Regions from separate parts of the Sus scrofa genome. Here region 2 is linked to region 1. Evidence: chromatin contacts called from public Hi-C data. All regions are on one chromosome and are shown on one strand. Each heading gives the region's core, a stretch centred on a gene start, on an enhancer-like site or on the middle of the called end of the contact. The rest is flanking DNA. Distances are from core to core; before and after follow the strand shown. Region 1 overlaps CEP170 (centrosomal protein of 170 kDa). Region 2 overlaps SDCCAG8 (serologically defined colon cancer antigen 8).

What was found. A called contact is a pair of places that touch in the nucleus more often than the background predicts.
Region 2: a Hi-C map of alveolar macrophages shows a contact between it and region 1, with 3 times the contacts expected there. The contact joins two enhancer-like sites. A contact is called at or near these places in 1 of 5 promoter capture datasets (liver), 32 of 47 Hi-C or Micro-C datasets (adipose tissue, alveolar macrophages, blood and 15 more) and 2 of 2 datasets of contacts at active chromatin or transcription factors (alveolar macrophages and skeletal muscle).

The regions. Positions count from the first base shown.
Region 1 is chr10:16,101,826-16,107,476 of Sscrofa11.1, forward strand. It overlaps CEP170 (centrosomal protein of 170 kDa), which reads right to left. Exons shown (of 20, transcript XM_021064150.1): 11 at 2,606-2,755. Among named protein-coding and RNA genes, the nearest start is that of SDCCAG8, 87 kb to the right of the region's middle. Within about 2 kb of position 3,471, at least 3 of the 83 cell types and tissues checked have an H3K27ac peak or open chromatin away from gene starts, as enhancers often do. A contact at or near this core is called in alveolar macrophages, where this site is marked.
Region 2 is chr10:16,263,353-16,268,792 of Sscrofa11.1, forward strand. SDCCAG8 (serologically defined colon cancer antigen 8) reads left to right here. Exons shown (of 16, transcript XM_021064181.1): 10 at 74-226. Among named protein-coding and RNA genes, the nearest start is that of CEP170, 75 kb to the left of the region's middle. Within about 2 kb of position 3,134, at least 3 of the 83 cell types and tissues checked have an H3K27ac peak or open chromatin away from gene starts, as enhancers often do. A contact at or near this core is called in alveolar macrophages, where this site is marked.

The DNA.
Region 1 (5,651 bases), core at 2,221-4,720:
CTCATATTCCTGTATTATCATTTATTTATTTAAACCTCATATTGCTATATTATCAACATTTCTTCACATACAAAATGAAGATTTGGGGGGTTACCCCTTTTAACTAAAACATTATCACTGTGAATGTAGTATAATTTTCCCTACCAATTAAATACAACAATGGTATTAAAGTAAGCTCTTAGTGCTCATAACTTACTGCTGCTAAATAAATTCGGCTGTACGACTAAAGCTTTGTGGACGCTATAGTGAAGTTAGTTCTACTCCAGGCGGCAGAACAGAATCTGAAGACCTGTTCCTAAGTTGTTCTCCAGCTCTCTAAACGTCAGAGTCTCAAGGAGTAATTAAGTCTGCCAAGTCATGTTCAGGGATTTCAAAAACAAACCCAAGGCTGCAGGCTTTTTTTCCACAACACTTTAGTATTTCCAGAAGAAGCTAGAAATCGCTCAATCTTTAAGAAGTTTTGTATAACCATTCTGAACCTAGACCTGCCCCTGTCTAGATCTGTCTTTAAGGCAAGTGCTCGGTCAGGTGTGAAACAGAATTTAATTCATGACATGGTTCCATGGACTTATGGATGTACACTGGGTCAGTCTTTAATACGGAAGATCAAAGATTGTAGAAAAAATGTTTCCTCACTAAAAATCTAAGCCAAGGTTTAGTATTAAACCTGTAATGACCACTAAGGAATGGGACGCTATGGCCAAATTTCATTCTGAATTATCCAAAACACTATTTCATTATAAGTGTTAAAATGACAGGCTAGAAACTGATAAAGTAAATATTGAAGGTGAAAATAGTAAGTTGTATAACATAGCAATGCACATAAAAGGAAGCCTAAGGGTACCAAAACCTGCTAGAATCCTTGAATTCCTTTTGGGATTTCGTGGGAGCTGCCCACAGTTCTGAGACTGAGGAAATACTACAGCCATTCACACCATGCTAGGAATACCCACAGAAGGGTGGGTTTTAAAGACATATGTTCATGTAGAACCATTCCGTGAAGACAGTTCTGATGGCTTCTTTAGGTGGTTTCTTCAAAGTCAAGTACATGCTCGGGCTATATATAAATGTACTTGGCACGGGTCAAGGGGACAAACAGCAGAAGAGGGAGTGTTACAAATTCACAGTCACCAGCACCCTTCCTAGATTAACCAGAATACCAAAACACTGCTTCTAATAAGTATCAATTGCTTTCAGGAAGTAAATTATGCATCTTGTAAAACAGAAGTCAGAATAAAAATTCCCTAAGATCAAGGAGGAAAAAGGAATACTAAAATACAGTAACTGTTTCGATAGTTTTCAGGAAGGAGCAGACCATAAAGAGACAATTTTTACATTAATAAGCAAATATGTATCCATACTTACCTATCTATAAAGAATATTTAACTTACATTTCACAGATATTTCATTTTGTTTTATGTATACCATAAGATTTTATTTATATTTTATATTTACTTACTATTCCTGAATTTTAAATTAACTCATTTCCTGAAAGGCAATACAGCATAGTGAATAAGACAATGAATTAAGAAATCAAGGCTCCTTAAGGTTCAAATTCTGGCTCCACAAAGTATGAGTTTTAAGACCCTGACCAAGTTAATATCTACATACTTCAGTTTCATTATTTGTGAAATGGTACACAGCAAGTGTGTGGATGTTAAATCTTATTAGTTGAATAAATTATAATTATTTAATACTTCTCAATTATATACATTGTTCTATATTTCTTTCTGACATATCAGTGTAGAATGAAATTCTAATATCATTTCTGGGAAGGGAATAAACGTGTGCATAGATCTCAGACTATCATTACGCTGGGTGCTTTTCCTTGTAAATAGCTTTTATTAAAAATACCATTTGTACAGATGGGAAAACTGAAGCTAAGAGAGGGGAAATGACTGGCTCAAAGGTGCTGTTAGATGTGGCAGTTCTGGGATCTGCACTCAGGTCTTAGAAGCTCTACCATACCTCACGCGGTAACTCTCTTAACCAGGCCACCCCTAATTAATTCCACATTATTCTAGTTACCTCCTGGGCTGTCCTACAAGGGTGCTTATCTAGGTCTATCAGTTGTACCTGTCAGGCACTACTTTGCACACGTATCCTGGCATGATAGATCTTTCCATTCCAAACACACGACCCTCCTAGAAAGTACAAGCAGTGTATTTTTTTGTTTGTTTTATCTCATAATGCCAAGGAGAGCAGTGAGCACATAGCTCATTAGCTGCCTACTGAAATTTAACATTTTCCCTCACTGGCAAAAGAATATTAATTTTAAGAGTATTTTACAAGAGGATGTATCAGTTGCTTAAATAGAGTGGACCCTTGAACAAAGAGGGGGGTCGGGGGGAACAGGGGCGCCAACCCTCTGTGCAGTCAAAAACTCATGTGTAACTTTGCAGTCGGCCCTCTGTATCCCCGGGTCCCCATCCTTGGGTTCAACCACGCATGGGTTGTGTACTATTGTAGTGTGTATCTAGCAAGAAACATCTGCCTGTTAAGTGGAGCTGTGCGGTTCAAACTTGTGCTGTTCAAGGGTCAGCTGTAATTACAAATGACACAAATTTATACTATGTGCATGTAAAAAATAGGAAGCGATGCATACCTCTGAGCTGGGAAATCCAGGTGTACTCAGTGGTTTTCTTTCTTCCATTACTATTGCAGCAGAACTGAGAGCCCAATCTTTGACCAGATCTTTATGCTTTTCATTGATAATAGGCCTATTATAATCCTGATTGTCATCTACTCCAAATACCTAGGAAGAGAAAATTATTTTATAAATGAACAGTCTAAGCATCAGATTAATAGGTGACTATTATTAGTAACATCAGAGGCAAATAATGTTTTTAATTAATTTCATAGATAATTTCCGTAATGAGGGAAATCTGTTTAAGGACGGGGTGGCATCCAATAGGTGTAACGGCAGGAAAGGGAAGCAGGGCAGCGGCACGTTACGTAAACATCACTACCCTTTCTTAACCTTTAGCAAATGTTCTATTTAATAATAAATAAGCGATATTCAGGACATTGCCTCTGATTTGTTAAAAGATGTTAGTAACAGTAAACATTATAATAATGCCAAGAGTTAGGACAGAATAGCACACCACTTTAGCTTGTCTCTTTGCTCTGCTATTTTTGAGAAGCATGTTGGAAGCTGAAAGGTATGGGTGATTTTATCTGTTCATTCCCTAACAAACGCTTAACATTTACACGGATGAGGTGCATTTATACCTATGATTTTCTAAGGTCCTAAATAACAGATTTTATTGTATGATCTTTGTATAGAATATACCATAATCCTCAAACTTTGCATAGAATATAACATAATTCTCCAACGTAAAGGACTCTGTTTCAAGTGCAGATTCCTGAGTCTATTCACAGAGATGAGCATTTTCAATAAGAAGGTTGTTGGCTGTTTTATGGTCAACACTTTTGAAATATTTTAAACATAAAGACCAACAATTAGTCATCTGCCTTTAAGGGCAATTGCCTGAGTCTTACTCATTTACTGGCACAGAGTAGGCCCTGATGTTGCTAAACAGACTGGAAAAAGGTTGTAATTAAATAAAGTTTAACATTCTGTTTTACTGTTAAGCCTACTTTGTTTCCAATACTTGTATTTATAGGCATAGCTGGGCTCTAATTGTTACAACGAAGAAGAGGAAGTGTTTGATTTAGCCTTGTGTAGAAAAGGATCTTTAGAACATAACCAAAGAGGCTTCATTTTCTACAACAAAAGGAAAAAACCTTAAACTATTTTTCTAAAAAATTTTTTAATAACACGATCACCTATCTGGTAAATCATGAAGTCTACATTTAGCAATGCAGGTATCAGATTTTCAAATTCACTAAACTTCAAAATGTTACCACTAGATGGCATTACTTACTACTTATTCAACAATAAGTGGTTTTCAAGAAATACGGTTTAATATTCTGTTGAACCATTCAATATTCAAATGATCCTTGCTTTAAGAACAAATTGTGTATTATGAACTTTAAATCAAATATGAATTTTAATCATACACGGTAGTACAGTACAGAAGTGAAAAAAAACTGCTTCATTTTACTAAACATTAGAATTAACAAGTTTAAGAAGTTTAACAAGAATAGCAGTAAAACACACGAAGTATACCTTTCTATGCACTCTGCCTTCAACCCCACTTGTAAGAAAAAGGAATTAGAACTACTAAATCATTAGTGATTTTCTTAAATTTTAAAATTATCTCTAACTCAAGTCACTGAACTCCAGCTTTACTGAAGTTTATCTCATTTGTGTAATTGCTGGAAAAAAATCTAGAGTAAAAGATAAAAATAACCCCATGTGATTTCCTATAATGCTGTATCTCTCCATGTTAATTGATCAATTAACTTCAGTTAATTTCTGATGTAATGCTATTTAATTCTAATCCTTCTCAAAATGGACTTCCAAAACTTCATTTCCTCAAATAGCTAAGTACCAGCAATTTCAAATATATTATACCTCTCCAAATCACCTCTGACACTATTTTGAAATGAAAACCAAAGACATACACAGGGAACTAAGTTCTTAGGGAAGGGGACTGAAGTTGTACAGACAGTTCTCAGGTGACTTTTTACAGATTCCTCTGAAAGACTCAGGGATAGCTGGACGCACATCTGTCAGAGAGGCAACAACTTATTTTCCAAACCAGTGACAACCCGAGGTGCTGCTGTATGGGTAAAGAAGGCTTCAAAGTTCATACCAATATTTTTGATGGTGTTTAAAAAATTGATGACAGTTAACAACTAGCTCAGCTTGACACTGAAGTCGTCACTTCTGTGTCTAAGTACAAAAAATCCACAACTTCCATGGGAAAACAGAGAAGACAGGAACAGCTGTACCATCCATATACTTTAAAGCTGCAACACTTTTTACATCTAAAAAAATACACTAGGAGTTCCTGTGGCGGTTCAGCGGTAACAAAACCAACTAGTATCCAAGAGGATGCGGGTTCGATCCTTGGCCTCACTCAGTGGGTTAAAGATCCTGTGTTGCCATGAGCTTCCGTGTAGGTTGCAGACGCAGCTCAGATCCTGTGGGGCTGTGGTCTAGGCTGCCAGCTGCGGTTCTGATTCAACCCTAGCCTAGGAACTTCCATATGCCACAGGTGCGGCCCTAAAAAGGAAAAAAAGACAAAAAAAGTACATAAAATCTGACATATGATATCATACTTAGAACTCGAGAGCTCCTCAAAGCAGAGACCAAGTTTGCTAGATTTTCTCATCTTTTCATTCTAGATTTTGTCCCTAGGTGATTCCACATATCCCTGAGGCGTCACTTAAATCACCAACTACGCACAGCTGCTCACCTGTTAACTCCCTCCTCCTAGACGGCTCAAAGGTATTTCAAATGAATGATGCCAACCCAGCCTCCTGAATCTCTCGTCCCCACTCTGAGCAGGGCTCAATTAAAGCCCTCGCCCTGATGAAGTATACGATCAGGGTCCCTCAAATCCAAAGTGGGAAAGGGGGAGAGATCAGATGTCCACCCAACCTTGATGCCTCCTCTCTAAATAGGATGCTCCTCCTCAAGTCTGTCAGTTTCTAATTCTTCCCAGGAGGAGGAAGGAGGAGTAGGAACAGAAAAACTTCTTTTTGAACTTGTACCCCCTGAGCTCTCTGGGACTGGCGGT
Region 2 (5,440 bases), core at 1,884-4,383, 160 kb after region 1:
TAATTGTCTCATATCCCCTTTTTTCTTCTAAATTCTAAGGTCCCATTTCACTCTGTCTTGCTTATTCTGGCAGGCTTTAATCCAGTGCGAACAGTTGAAGAATGAACTAGAGAGGCAGACAGAACGACTTGAGAAAGAACTTGCATCTCAGCAAGAAAAAAGGACCTTTGAGAAAGAGATGATGAAAAAAGAAATGACAAAAGAAAGAGAGGACATGAGATCAAAGGTACTTAAGGGTTCAATTTGTTATCCACATTGCAGGAGAAATGTTTATGGGGATGTAATTGCTAATTCTGTAGGCTCTAATTTTTGAATGATCTTTAAAACTTTAAACCTTTTACGTAGTCTAGTTTGCTTAAAACTGAGAGTTCATAAAATTTTCTGTTCTTCAATGTATTTCTCTATAAAAGTTATATTCTCTGATCTTTCCAAAGAAAATAATTAATTAGATTTCATGATGTGAAATTGTGAAATTTACTCTAATCTTGCCATTCTGTTTGATTCCTCCTCTGTCAGAGGAGAGCAGGAGCTCTTCAGGTACCCAGATTTCATTTCAACCTTGGTTAAATCAAGGAGAGATGACTCTCCTGTTTCATCCCCACTTCTAAATTAGACTTTCAGAAGAGAAAAAAAAACCCTTTCATTTGTAAGAAACCAACTGACCCCCCCCCAAAAAAAAGTGATTCTATACTCTGTACAAAATAGGTTCTAACAAATTGCATGATGAATGATCACCATCACCAGATGAATAAATGGAAGGGAGAAATTAGAGGCAAAAGGAAGAGACAACATGAAATGGGCAGTATTTGAAAAGCGGTAGCAGACTAGAATGCAGAGTTTAGTGGAACTGTCTTTAAAGATGCTGCAGGAAAGTGAAATTAAGTGAGATGTGGTTCGTGAAGTAACCCAAACCACAGTTAGTTGCTTTGTTTTGTCAAAGCAGGCTCACAGCTTGGACCTACACATTGTCTTACAATATACCAACATGTGATCATTGACGCATTCAAACACCTACTGAGTCTGTGGTGTGCAAGGCGATGTGCAAGCCGAGGCCATGTAAAGAGAAAAATCACAAATTCTGCCCAGTGAGTTTTAAGTCTCACAGATACCCGAAGCAAGATAAATTCCCTTGTTTTCTTATCCTAAAAAAAAATCAAAAAACAAAGAAGCCTGTCAAAACCTAACTGTACTTCAGACTAACTGCCTACCTTCTCTGACCTGGATTGGTGATCTCAGTTGCTGAAGAAAATCCCACAGTCTTGCAGGTGACACCACCAATGGTCTTTAGTGTCCATGGCTCCTTCGGTGCTTTTTAGCAGTGTTCCTATGCATTCTTTTCTCTCCCATTCATTCAGGATGCAACAGATACTATTTGGAGGTCCCAGGAATGTGGTAGTCACAGGACTAATGCGGTTCCCTCATGAAGCTTATAGACTAGAGGGAGAGGTAGGCGTTAAACACCTACTACTGATTTTTACCCGTGATAAAGTGATTTTTTTTTTTTTTTTTTTTACCGATGAAGGTACAGTGTAGAGTACCATGAGAATGGATAACAGGCAAATATGACTTAGTCTCGGAGGTCAGGAAAGACTTTCCCAAGAAAGAGACTTTGCAAACGAGACTCAGAAGGGGTGGTCCGGTGAAGAGTCTCAGACCCAGGAAGACAACATTCCCAAGGCTCTGAAGCCAGAAAGCATCATACTTTCTAGGAATCTAGAGAAGGCTCAGATGACTGGAGCATTGAAGTTAGGTTCAGAGCAGTGGAAGATGAGTTGGGAGAAGAACGCAGGGACCATATCGTAAATGGCTTTAAAATTCATGTGAAGGATTTTTAATTTTATGCAAGCAGTGATGGAAAGCCATTGAATGGCTTTAAATTGGGCCATGTCATAGTGTCATTTACATTTGGGAAAAAATCATCTGTCAGGAGATTTGAAGGAGAACCAGTGACTGCCTGGAGATCAGGTGGAGGTAATTGGAGTAGTCCAGGTAGGAGGTGATGGTATCTTGCAAGGACTATTTCAAATCGCTTTTATTCTCCTCAAATTCTCTACCACAGCTCCTTTCCTCTCATCCTCAGCAGAGAGCCTTACTCTCCTAACAAAGGAAGTTGAAGTGATTAGGTGTAATCACTTCAACTTATTTATTTCCCCCCACCTCTGCCTGAAGCACAGTTGCACCTGTGTTGCACTCTGGTCAGAGGGAGAGGGGCTTAATGCTAATCCTTTCTCCTTGTTGTGGATCCCAACCTCTGCCACCACTTCGGGGACCTGTTTCTATTAGTTCCCCGCTCGCTTCCACTTCCGAATCTTCAGCCTGTCCTCACTGCAGCCTCTTCCTTATCATCAAGAAAATACTCAAATATTTTTCTCTCATCTGTTGAAAGAAACAACCATTCTAGTCTTTCTCCATCTTGGCTACCCAAAAGTTCCAAAAACTCATAGCTCAATCTGTATCCAAAATGACTCATGGGAGAATATCTGAGGGTAGGATAGAGGTATCTGTCATTTAAAAAATTGTCCAGGTGATTTCAATGTGCAGCCAAGACTGGAAGCCACTTTACTAATCCATTTCCCTCCTTACTCTTTCCCTCAATAGTCAAGTTTCTTGAAAGATTTGTCCATGTGTGTTGTTTTTATTTTCTCCCCACTCACTCACTGTTGAGCCCACTGCATTTCAGCTTTTGTGCCCCTAGCCAATGAAATTACTGTTGCTGTATTCACTGGAGACCTTCTTGTGCTATTTTTAGTGAATATTTTTCAGTTCTTACTCTCCTTAAAAGATTCTCTTTCATGTCTCTGAATCGATGCTCTTGATTTGGGAGCATGATGACGTGTGCCTTTTAGGTTACTGTGGTAAAGTGCCTTTGAGATAATGAAGGCGACATGTCCAGAAAGCAACTTGACAGGAGGTTTTAAAATTTAGCAGAGAGCTTTAGATTTAGGTGTTAAAAATGGCTAAAACATTTGAGGCTTTGATTTCAAGTATATATATGGTATTGATTCCTAAATCTTTATCTCTTTAGTGAGCTCCTGAACAGCTTCACTCCCCATCTTCCCTCTCATGGTAGAAACACTATTTATTCATTCAGCCGGTTGCCCAACTCAGAAATCTTGCTGTCATCCCTGTCTCTTCCTCCTCCCTCACCCCGGACATTATTGAGTCATCAAGTTCTAGGGATTCCGGCTCCGGGCAACTTTACGTTGCCCTGTCTCTCCATCCCAGTGCTTTCATACATCACCCTTGGATGATTCCGCCAGCCCCAGATGGTCTCCTTGCTTCCAGTCTCACCTCCTTCTCATCTGTTGTCTGCTCCGAAGAGTCAGAGATGATCTTTCTAAAATGAATACGTCAATAGGTCAGTCTCTTGTTTTACAGTCCTTTCATGTCCCTGTCTAACCCCTTGGATAAAATGTAGGATCTTTTACATTTTTCTTTCTCTCTTTGGCTGTGCAGTGTCATCTCCTTTCTTCCTATATCACCACCATCCTGACCCGCTTGCACCTCCTCAAGTGTGGAGACCTGCCAGTCTGCCATGCTATTTTTCATTTCCAGCTTTTGCCTGTGCCTTTTCCCTCCTGTTTCCCTCCTGTTTCCCTCCTTGCTACCCCCCACTGCCTAGAGGAATCTTCCTCTGGCCTCTGACTCATCCTTCATGGTTTTTCTTTTTTTTTTTTTTTTTTTAATAATTTTTTTTATTTTCCCACTGTACAGCAAGGGGGTCAGGTTATCCTTACATGTATATATTACAATTACATTTTTCCCCCACCCTTTCTTCTGTTGCAACATGAGTATCTAGACAAAGTTCTCAATGCTATTCAGCAGGATCTCCTTGTAAATCTATTCTAAGTTGTGTCTGATAAGCCCAAGCTCCCGATCCCTCCCACTCCCTCCCCCTCCCGTCAGGCAGCCACTTCATGGTTTTTCTTGATGCCACCTCTCCTCACAGTCTTCCAATGAGGAGTTTTGGGGAGCCCCTCTGATGGGCTTCTATAACTCAATTTACTGCAAATTCTTGTTGAAGTGTCTTCCCTAATTTACTGTGAGTCCCTGGAATATATGGTTTGTTAACACCCTATTGCTTGGCACATCCCTCCCACATAAAATACCCTCAATAGATATTTGTTGAATGAACACAAAGGGAAGAAAAAAGGCCCTGTGCCATTGGAAAGGCCTGACTAAAATACCAGGAGTTCAGAGGCTCAGACCAGATTCCTCTCTGCAAGAGATCATGGAAAACTTTGCGGAGAAGGCAGCATTTTCACTGAGCTTCCAACAAATAGGCAAGATTTAGGAATGCAGAATGTGCAGGAGAGAATGCTGGCTATAACCAACACGAGGAAGGACGCATGAGGAGGTAGATGAAGTTGTGAGCTGAGCCTTGCTTTTGCCAGACCGAGAGGGTAGCATCAAGAGCAAAGATCAGCTACCCTTCCCACCTGGGAGACTTTTTTCTGTGTTGTTTAGGGAGGAGTTCTTGCTGAGCAGTTCTACTATGTAAAGATATGTTGATGAGAATTCCTGATAAGAAGAGGCAAAAGATAGCTGAAATCCGGCCAGGCAGTATTCCAGGTGCTTTCATGTGTAATTTTCTTAAACTGCTAATTATTTTATGAGTGAAAGTGGCAACTGGAATACAATGCATTTGTGAGCTTGAGTCTTTTTTTTTTTTTTTTTTTCCTTTTACCCCCAGTAAGCCTTAGTTGACATTTCTTCTCAAGGTCATACCCTAAATAAAGATGTATGAATAATGAGCTGAAAGTGATCCTAGCACTGAAGCCAGTACTCTCACAGGAAATGGTAGAAGGAGGCTTTGGAGTAAAAGAATTTAGTGTTGAGTCCACTTTGACGTTTCTATGACCTTGAAAAATGCAGTTAACCTCTCCCCATTTCAAAGGCATAAATAATGGAGTTGATCTATTGATCAGTTGATAGGATGAAATAAGTAAATATTTTGAAACTACTTAATATACTACCTGGCTTAGAGTAGACAAATTAACAAATTTTACCTTGTGACTGTTATTCTCACTCTAGCAAGAGAGAAAGAAATAGCCTTACTGGATAGATTTCTTGGACCTATGTCTTGGTTACAAGCAGACAGAATTTAATATAAAGCCCACCTTTATTTTTTATTTATTATCTGAAATGAATTCGGGCAAATTAATTTTCTGAATCTCATTTTTTTTTCCAACTGAAAATTAATCCAATATATTCCTTCTCCATGGGGATTAAAACTTGCTAGCACGGGAAGTTAACCTAACAGGGAGTCTGAACAATTAATCGTAACAACATGGTTCTCATAGTTAGGGCTGGAGCAAGCATCCCTGCTGTGCTCGTGGTGGGAATGCTCGTGAGACTGGTGGATTTTCTTTCCATCTTTTTATTATTTTTCTTTTTTCCTTGCTTCTTACTCTTTTAAAAATATCATGTATGTGGGAAG